Regions from separate parts of the Mus musculus genome. Here region 2 is linked to region 1. The links are chromatin contacts, called in public HiChIP or PLAC-seq maps. All regions are on one chromosome and are shown on one strand. The core of a region is the stretch at or near the end of the contact, and the rest is flanking DNA. Distances in the headings are between cores, read along the strand shown. Region 1 holds the start of Lrrc32 (leucine rich repeat containing 32). Region 2 has its middle 58 kb from the start of Gm23040.

Region 1 (4,428 bases), core at 586-3,085:
GCAAACTCCTCAGTCACCTCAGTACCTTCCCTGCTGCCTGGTGGTGGGTGTGTGTGGGGGGGAGGGGGATGGGGGATGGGGAAGGACTCTGCTTGGCTGCTCCCTCCTGGTCCAGAATGTTCCTGCTCAGGCTCCTGGGTGTTCTATCCCCCCTCCCGCTCTCATTTCTCATTTGCTTCATTCCTTAAGTATATGCTCACTAAATTTCTCCCAGGGAACAAGTGGCTGAATGATGTCACAAATTCAGCTGCAATAAGGACAAGTTAGGACCTGGGGTTAAGGTAGGGATGCCCAAAGGGACCCTGTCTCTCCTTCCTCTGCACATCCAGAAGAGACAGTCCCCACAGAATTATGGTGGAAAGAAGCACCCTGCTGTGCCCCATCTGCAGCAGTGAGAACTCAGCCCCCCAGGGACAACCAGAGGCATTCAAACCCAGGGCTCACTGTCAAGCCCCACCACTGGCTAGTGTGGTCCTCAGGGCAAATTCTTTATCTCTCCTTGCCTAGGTGATTCATCTGCAGGACACACCAGTTCCCATTCCAACACTGGCTATCCTTGCTTAGCATGGATCAGGTGGAGCATGACCAGGAAAGTACTGGGACCCTTCCATGTCCTTCCCTGATGGTTCAGATACCAACGATGCTGAGGATAGAGGTCCTGGCTCTGCAGGCAGGTAGCTGGATTCTGATTGGAGAGGTGTCAAAGAATATCTCTGTATGTGCTTGTATGTGTGTGTGCACATGCACGCGTGCTCGCGCGTGCATGACAGAGGGGGACAGACAGATAGTGGAGTCAAACCTATAATAAAAATAAGACTGCCCCTACTATGCAAGGAGGTTACAATTTTTCTAAGCCCTAGGTTGACTGCAGGTCTTTTAACTCTCACAACCACCAAGTGAGGTGATTACTATAATTCCCATTTACAGACTGGAGGACCGAGGCTTGGGAAGGCAAAGTGCCTGATCCTTAGCCCCTAGGTGTGCTGCAACTGGGACTCAGCCAGATCTATAGTCCCTTAGTGCTGGGTGGTCTCCACTAGTGCAGACCCCACGGGCACCCTGTGGATCTCTCTCCCAGACCACGAGATTCAGAGAAATGACTTACCCTAAGGCACTTGTACAGTAAATCGAAGAGTCGGTATCAGAATCCAGCCCCTGTGCCTCCAAAGCAACTGCCAAGACTTCCTTCCTAAGTTACTCAGGAGCCTACAGCCCCAGGCCCAGGAGTATACTGAGCGGTAGGGCTCTCAGTCTGTTATGACTACTGTCAAAGGGGGCCTGGGAGAGCAGCTTCAAGGCTCACAGTGCAGTGAATCACTCACTAGGGGCAGCCCGTTCTAGAGACATCCTACATCTCAGGGGAATCAGACCTTAACCCAAAGGAATGTGCTTGTGATGTGAAATGTCAGGGTGGAGGTGGGGTAGGGGGGTCCCTCCTATCTATCACACATAAAGAAGTCTCCCCAAAGAGTTCTGGGTATCCCCTCCAGATAATAGTGGTAGTGTGGAAAGCCCATGTCTGCCTGGGGCAGACCTGAATTCAAATCCTAATCTGCTTGCTTGGCTGTGTGCTCCTAGGCACACCCAGAGCTTCCTGCCTCGATTTTCCCAGCTGTCAAATGGGAACGCCTATCTGAGCCCTTCCTTAGGTAGATCTGCTAACACCCGGGTGCCGAGGGAGGGTCCGGCCCTAGCTCTCTAGGCACCGCCGCCGACCGCCGCCCCTACCTGGCTCAGCGCCGCCGCCGCCGCCTGACTCCTCCGCGCATCGTTCGCGCAACCCCGGGGGTCTGGCCCGCCGAGGCCGGACCGCTGCAGCGCCGCTCCAGCCGGCCGGGAGGGGGCGGCGCCCGCCTTTTAAATAGCACCGGCCGCCCGGCCACGCCCCCTGGGACTCTGAGCCGCGGGGTCCTAACACCGCCCTGCCAGCCGTGCGGACCTAGGAACCGAGCATCGCCTCTGCTCTGGAATCGCCCGGACCCAGCTAGGGCGGCGCTTGAAACCGAAAAACGACTGGAGGGAGAAGGATCACAAAAGAAGCTAGGCCGAGGCAGCCGCACGTGCAGCCGTGGGCCCGCGAGGTCTTGGGTGCAGGGAGCCGCAGGTCCGCGGAGGAAATCCTGGCGCCACCGCACCAAGGCAGGGGGCCACCCAGAGGTGACTGGCAACCACCGGCACGGAAGGAAGTGACCCTTCTTTGGCCCTGGGATGGCCCTGAGGGGGTCCCATCCACCCCCCCCCCCCCCCAGCTATCCTGCCTTTAAGTCATCTCCAAGCCTGTCAGTGTCCCCTGCTTACTGATAGAGAAGCTGAGGCTAGGAGTGGGATGAGGGAAAAGCCAGCTGGTTGAGACTTGTCAGGTCCCCACGGACATTTGGGGGACCTGAGGCTCTGATAGGTTAAACTGCATAATGACAGTCTCATAACTTACCCAAAGCCGCTGCCTTTACAAGGTACTTAGCCTCCTCAGACACTGGCACCGTGCCCTGCTGGGTCTAGACTGAAAGATGGGTGAAGAGTGTTGCTGCCGTCCTCCAGTCTCTAGTTCTGTATTCATAATGTTCTCCCTGGTGGTCACAGCGCCTAGAGGAGGGCCATCCACCCTATCTTAACAGCACCAAGCGGGGTGAGCCAGAGTAGGGCTGGGCTCTGAGCTGGGCCTTTCCTCCCATCTAGTCCACAGTGGTTGGATGGACCCATGCGGTGCGAACAACCCAGAGAGGACAGTCCCTGACAACTCCAGTCTAGAGCCCTGACCTAACCTAAGGTCAGGGAAAGGTTCACCAAGGAGGCATCCTCTGATGCTATAAGGAGTCAGAGCAGCAGAGTAGCCCAGCTTCCTGCCCCCACCCACCCTCGGGAGCTCTCAGGGTTGTGGCTCTCCCACCTCAGCCCTTGTGTGTACTATCTAGTCAGACTGAACTTCAGTTCCCCTCTCTGCCAAGTGTAGAATGGCAAGAGCCGCTCTTTTGGATGAAGTCGATGTAGGCCTGGGCCTGCACCCGATGGGTGTTAGAGACCGTTCCTCATCTGCTGCTTTAGGAGGACACCTTTTCCAGGTTGGAGTCCATGGGGTCATGTATCAATCGAGGAAGGGGCTTTGTGACTACTCTGTAGCGAGGGCAGAGCATGAACAAAGACTCAGGTAGGCTGGGGCTCTCCCTACCTGCTTCCCCATGATGGCCTGATGCTCTCTCACACCGTCAGAGTTGCCCTAGAACTTGGCTCAAGGTGGGGGCAGGGCAGGGCTGGTGCCATCACTACAGGATGAGCGGCCTGCTTCCCTTGTGCCCCCAGGGGCTGCGGTTGTGGTTAGGAAGCACATGGGGTTCTGTGCCCGGATGGGGCTCCCCAAGAGATAGGAGATAGAGGGGCAACCAAGCATGTCCTCCCCCAACTACAGAGGTCTCTTGGGACTGAGGACCAGGCGGAACTCTTTAGCCCCCACCCCCTACATCTCTGCTCTTGAACTGTCATGCTGTGTGACTTGGGGAAGGTTGCTTGACTTTTCTGACCTCCACTTGTTTCTGTAGAGCGAGACAAATGGTAAATCTACAGTTCCTCTGGCTGGGGAGACCACATAAGACAGACTGGGTTGAGAACCCAGTGAGGAGCCTGTCTCTCTTCCGCAGGCCCTGGGAAGCTGGGAAATAAAATTGTCCAGCATCCTCTCTTGTGGGCAGATGTGAGGCTGAGGAAGTAGAGCAAGGAGGGTGGCTGATCCAGAAGTGTAAAAGTACCCTCACCCCCTCCAGGAGGCAGAGCTCGAGTCTGCAGGGAGTGATGGATGTCAGAATCCAAGCAGGGTCTCATTTACAAGGCAGCCACGGACAGCACATTTTTCTAGGACCCACGGAGGGCATCTTTCCATCAGTTTCCTGCCACTGATGCTTCCATCTGCCAGAAACTGGATGTCTTCAACACAGTCCTCAGGTGACAGGTCAGACAGGGGACACAACTTTTCCTGGGTCCTTACTGGTTCCACCCTGACAGAGTGGCTCTCAGACACTCAGTCTTTCTCAAGACTCCCTGGGGGAATTTTGCTGAGGCAGGATAACCCTTGAGGCATAGGAGCTAGTGACCCAGAAGGCCAATGGTGCACAGATCCACTGTGACTCGGAGCATGCTGCTAAAACTCTGTGAGCGTCCTGTCCTTGCTGAACTGTGGATCGGAATGAGAAGGATCCGATCCCTAATTTAGTCTCCATCGCCCTTTGCCGGACCCCTGTTCTGGCTCAGTCCTTTTTATTTGATATACCAGAGTAAAGATGGCCACACACAGCTCTCCATTAGCTTCTATCCTCATCGACTGGAAAACAAGACTCAGAGAGTTCAAGTGACTGTCTCAAATCACACCACTTGGGAGTCAGGAACTAAGCACAGGTTTCCATCCTACACCAGAATCTAGTGCTCAGTTATGGCTATCTT
Region 2 (4,428 bases), core at 1,115-3,614, 75 kb before region 1:
AAGGGCTGCGGAAGGTAAAGGTGTCCCTGTCTGCATTATGATGCAATAGTTCTCACTCCAGTCTGTTAGCCACCATTCCTATGGGTGTGCAGACTGTTGGTCCCTGGCTGGGAAGCCTGCTTTGGACATTTGCTCTTCTACACAGATTCCAAAGGAACAAACACACATTCAGTGTTTCTCCCAATGTGAGATTTATGGGGAGTCTCCTGTGGCTGGCTTAGACTTGGCAGGTTTCTGTGGGGAGAAACACTGTCTTAGGTAGCATGAGGCAAACTATTCATGAATGTGGTATACGTCCCCACTTCTTCAGGATAACTTCTGTGTCCCTCCGGTGAGGCTTCGCTCAGAATCTGAGACTTTCACTGGATTTATTCCAAGGCATGTACTTTTTATTGATAGAGAGAATCGCATATCCTTCTTAAAGTACCTTTTGTAGTAAAACAAAACAAACAGGAAAAAAAAAAAAACCCTGGTATTGTATAAGAACACAACTGACTTTTGTATATCGATTTTACATCAGGCAAAATGTTCAAGTCTCGTAAGCCTGATAATTGACTTCAGATTATTTTGCTTTTCTGTGTAGAAAATCATATAATCTGGACGGTGACTGCCAGCTTCCCTCTGGCTTTCAGTGTGCACAGTGTTTCCTCCCCTGATTTTTCCCTGAAGCTTCTGATAAGATGCTGGCAGACGTGGCAAGAGCAGCCATACTTACTTCTCTCATCCCTAAAGTTGATTATCTTTATTTATCATCTATCTGTGTGTAATTGTATATACGTGGGTGTGCCTGTCACCATCCACGGGGAAGCCGGAAGACAGCAGACAATGGCTCTCTCCTCCACCCGAGTCCTGGGGAGCAAGCACCTCCAGCCCCACATATATTTTGCCAGCTCTTATTTGTGTTTTAGAAAAACAATACTATTAACCAGGCATTGTGATTCACACCTGTAACCTTATTACATAGCAGGCCAAAACAGGAGGCTCCCTTGTTGAAGGCCTGCCTGGGCTACATTGGGAGAGAGCCTGACTCAAATAAACAAATACAAACAACGCTCAAAATTGAGTAAAACGTTTGTTACAGGTTCTGGGATGTGTATGAGGATATCAAATTTTAAGTTTCTAAACTTGCTTACTTGCAACTTTATAACTCCTCATGGACATATATTAATTTTTAATCAAGTTTCAAGATATATGTTTGACATAAGTCATGTTTTTTCCCATTCCTAATTTTTAAAAAAAAAAATTCATCTTTCAGATTTTCCCTTGGATTCTATCAGTGAGCATGATTCACGTGACCCTGGGGGTCTTTGGAGTTTCTTAGATTTGCAGTGCAGCTCAGTTTCTTATCAGTGTGCGGAGGAGATCTCTGTGTATTTTACTTAAGTTTGGCTCCGTGGGCTGGAGCCGCTGCTCAGGTTTTAAAAGCAGGAACTGTTCAAGCTTCCACTCGAGTTAGGATCAGGAGCCTTCCAGGAGGTCTGACATCCTCTTCTGGATTCCGTGGGCACCAGCATTCTTGAGCACATAAGCACACACACACACACACACACACACACACACTTAATACTAATTTTAAAATCCTTAAAAGTGGTTCCATTTCCCAAGCATTACAGCTGTTTCTGTATCCATGCATTTGGCTTGCTCTTCCCACAGTCGCTAACATCTTACAGAGGCTACTTTGTTTACTTGGTCCCTCAAGCCTTGTTACTACTCTCTGACTGTTTCGTCATGAGTGGCTGAATCGTTAATGGGGCCACTTTCTGTAACATTCTAGCAATGGTCCCACCGGGTCTACCTAATAACAGCCCTCCAATTAGTCTCTATCAGGAGAGCTTTGCTGTCCTAAGTTCTTAAAGTTGATTTTTTTTTTTTTTTTTTTTTTTTTGCCTACTTTGACAGTCTTCCTCTTGTGGTGGTGGTGAGTAATGGACCCAATTTGTTTCTGCCACACAGCACACAGTAGGGGCTCAGGCGATGAGCCATTGTGACCCTGTGCCTTATAGAAGCCTGTCTGGGTGTGCTGTGATGGAGAGTAAGTTCTCTGTTGGGGTGGGGACCTGTGTCACTGTTACCCCACTGTCTGGAGGACCAACAGGACTTTTTTTTTTTTTTTTCCCAAGAAAAGGCCGGTGTTTCCAGAAAGATATGGCTGAGAAAAACCAACCTTCTCTGAGGTCACATATCTGTTTCCTAGAAACTAGATGTGAGTGAGGCCAGGCCGGTGCCCGAGTCACAGCGTACATTTCCTGTTTTTCACCCACTAACTAATAAAGTTATTTCCTTCGTGTGCTGTGTGACTGAGCAGGAAGGCCCCATGGCTTCAAGGCCTGAGGCCAGCTGTTATCCACCACCCAGCTCCAAGTGGAGGGCGGAAGTGGCCTGGGCTCCCCTGGGGAGGAACTTCCTCTCCATCAAGAGAGTCAGGCTGTACTATCCTATCTGTTGTGCCCTCCACGGCCCAGCAGTCACAGTGACCCTGGGACATCACCACAGTCCACTCTGACACCTCTCAGGCTCTGTCCCTGGCCTGGAGTCTCCTGGATGTCTGACCAGCACTTCAGGCCCCGCAGGTCCTAGATGGACTTTCTTTTCCTTAAATATCATATGGATTGATTGGCTTAAGGAGGGTCTTAAGAAGCTTAGGCCCACCTCAAACTAGCTATGTAACCAAAGATGACTTTGAACAGCCCCTGCCTCCTGAGGGTCAGAACCACAGCTGTGTGGTGCTGTGCCCAGTTTAAGGGGTGCTGAGGATGGAACCCAAGCTTCATTCATGCCAAGCAGGCATTCTACAACTGAGCTATACTCTCAGGCCTGCAGATGAATCCTAGTGTCTCCTTGCCTGTGTTCCTCACTGTACTCCTGGAGACCACAGTCCTCCGTGTTGGCTCGAGGCGCCCAGCAGCTCTGCCATAACCAAGGAAGACATGTCTGTGCAACTGTTTCCAGACTCTGCTCTGCCCACCCAGCCCCACCTCGGGTTCCACTCACAGACAGTAGTATGGCCTGGCAGCACTCCTGCCCTCTAGTTCTGGGAGCTTCTCTGAGGCAGGTGCAGGCAGGTCAGATTCAGCACTGCGCTCCTGGAGCCCTGCCCCAGCTGCGACCTGGGAAGACTGCAGAGAGTTTGTCTGTCAAATAAGTGAATTTTGAATGAATGAGAGGAAGGAATAAATGAATTGTGAATGAATGAATGGATAGGTGGGTGGAGGGAGGGAAGGAATAAATGAATTGTGAATGAATGAATGAAATTGTAAATGAATGAATGAATGAATGAATGAATGGAAGGAATAAATGAATTGTGAATGAATAAATGAATGAATGAGTAAAAGAAGAAAGACATACATAGAGCCTCTGTGTTTTCTCCAGATGTTGATCTGCATCCCAGCTTCCCAACCACTTTCCCTGGTTATGGTTTTCAGAACACTTTTCTTCCCCCAATAGCCAGAATAAGCTGGCCTTGAGGACAGGACCCTGGTGATCAGAAAGCAAAAGACTTGAGCACTATGCTGCTATGCTACTAAGTGGCTGTGTGGCCTTGGCTAGTCCCTTCCTGACCACTCCTGCCCCTCTTCTTTCTGGTGTATAGAAAGTATTGAAGGAGACTTCCTTCCAGTGTCTCCTGGCGGTCCCTATCATCGACTGGCCTCCCGAACTCACCCAGGCAGAAAGACTGGGTATGGATACGGGATCCTGATGCTTCTGGGACTACTGCCTCATGGACGCTATTGTGGACTTACCTACCAGCTTCTCTGTCTTGAGGGCTGGGGTTCTGACTTGCCTTCACACACTCATCAAAGCATTGTCTGTGCCAGGCTTTGTATGGGGCTGGGTATGGTGGTGGGGATCACAGCCATCTCACAGTGAGTGAGAGCTGTGCACGGGACTTGGTGCCTCCCTGCCAGGGTTGCTCTGTCTGTGGGAGATCAGAACCGGACACAGATGTGAGCACTTCCTAGCACCTGTTGGAACAAAGCATGCTTTAGCTGCTCGGCTGTGCGAGGGACTTCTTGAGAACCCCTGAGATGCTTATCTTTGCCCCACAGTGCTTCTCAGAAGGGGCCTACAGCTGTAGACTGTACAAACCCTGGCGTCTGGGCCCCAGGCCCCTCCCTCCAGCTCCTCTGTCTAGAAGACAGAAGGCAAAGCTATAGGTGGTCTAGTCTAGGGCAGAGTGTGTTGTATGCAGCCCTAGTAGGGATGAAGGAGACATGGAACACTGACCTCACCTCATGATGGATGGATGGAAAATGAAGGAAAATGAAGGATGGCGCCACGCTGGCCAGCTCTGATGTTGCGTCTTACAGGTCAGTCACTCACCACACCACCATATACATAAAGATGCACAGGCACACGGATGACCCCTGGAGTTGGGCCTACAATTCCCATTTCCCAGATGTGGAGATAGAGAAGTTCCGTCCCTTGCCT

The links. HiChIP or PLAC-seq counts read pairs in DNA pulled down with a chosen protein or histone mark.
Region 2: a contact with region 1 is called in an H3K27ac HiChIP or PLAC-seq map of CD8 T cells, with 28 times the contacts expected there. The contact joins the enhancer-like site here to the promoter of Lrrc32 in region 1. A contact is called at or near these places in 7 of 39 promoter capture datasets (the 3T3-L1 cell line, the C10 cell line, cranial neural crest and 3 more), 2 of 15 datasets of contacts at CTCF or cohesin (CD8 T cells and large pre-B cells), 27 of 484 Hi-C or Micro-C datasets (the AML12 cell line, the C2C12 cell line, CD8 T cells and 19 more), 26 of 115 datasets of contacts at active chromatin or transcription factors (the 230-238 cell line, CD8 T cells, T-cell acute lymphoblastic leukemia and 18 more) and 4 of 9 other capture datasets (adipose tissue, embryonic stem cells, liver and 1 more).

Annotation. Positions count from the first base shown.
Region 1 is chr7:98,487,398-98,491,825 of GRCm38.p6, reverse strand. It overlaps Lrrc32 (leucine rich repeat containing 32), which reads right to left and starts at 1,835. Exons shown (of 3, transcript NM_001113379.2): 1 at 1,729-1,835.
Region 2 is chr7:98,562,722-98,567,149 of GRCm38.p6, reverse strand. No RefSeq gene overlaps it. Among named protein-coding and RNA genes, the nearest start is that of Gm23040, 58 kb to the right of the region's middle. Within about 2 kb of position 2,364, at least 80 of the 459 cell types and tissues checked have an H3K27ac peak or open chromatin away from gene starts, as enhancers often do. A contact at or near this core is called in the 230-238 cell line, CD8 T cells, DN3 thymocytes and 13 more, where this site is marked.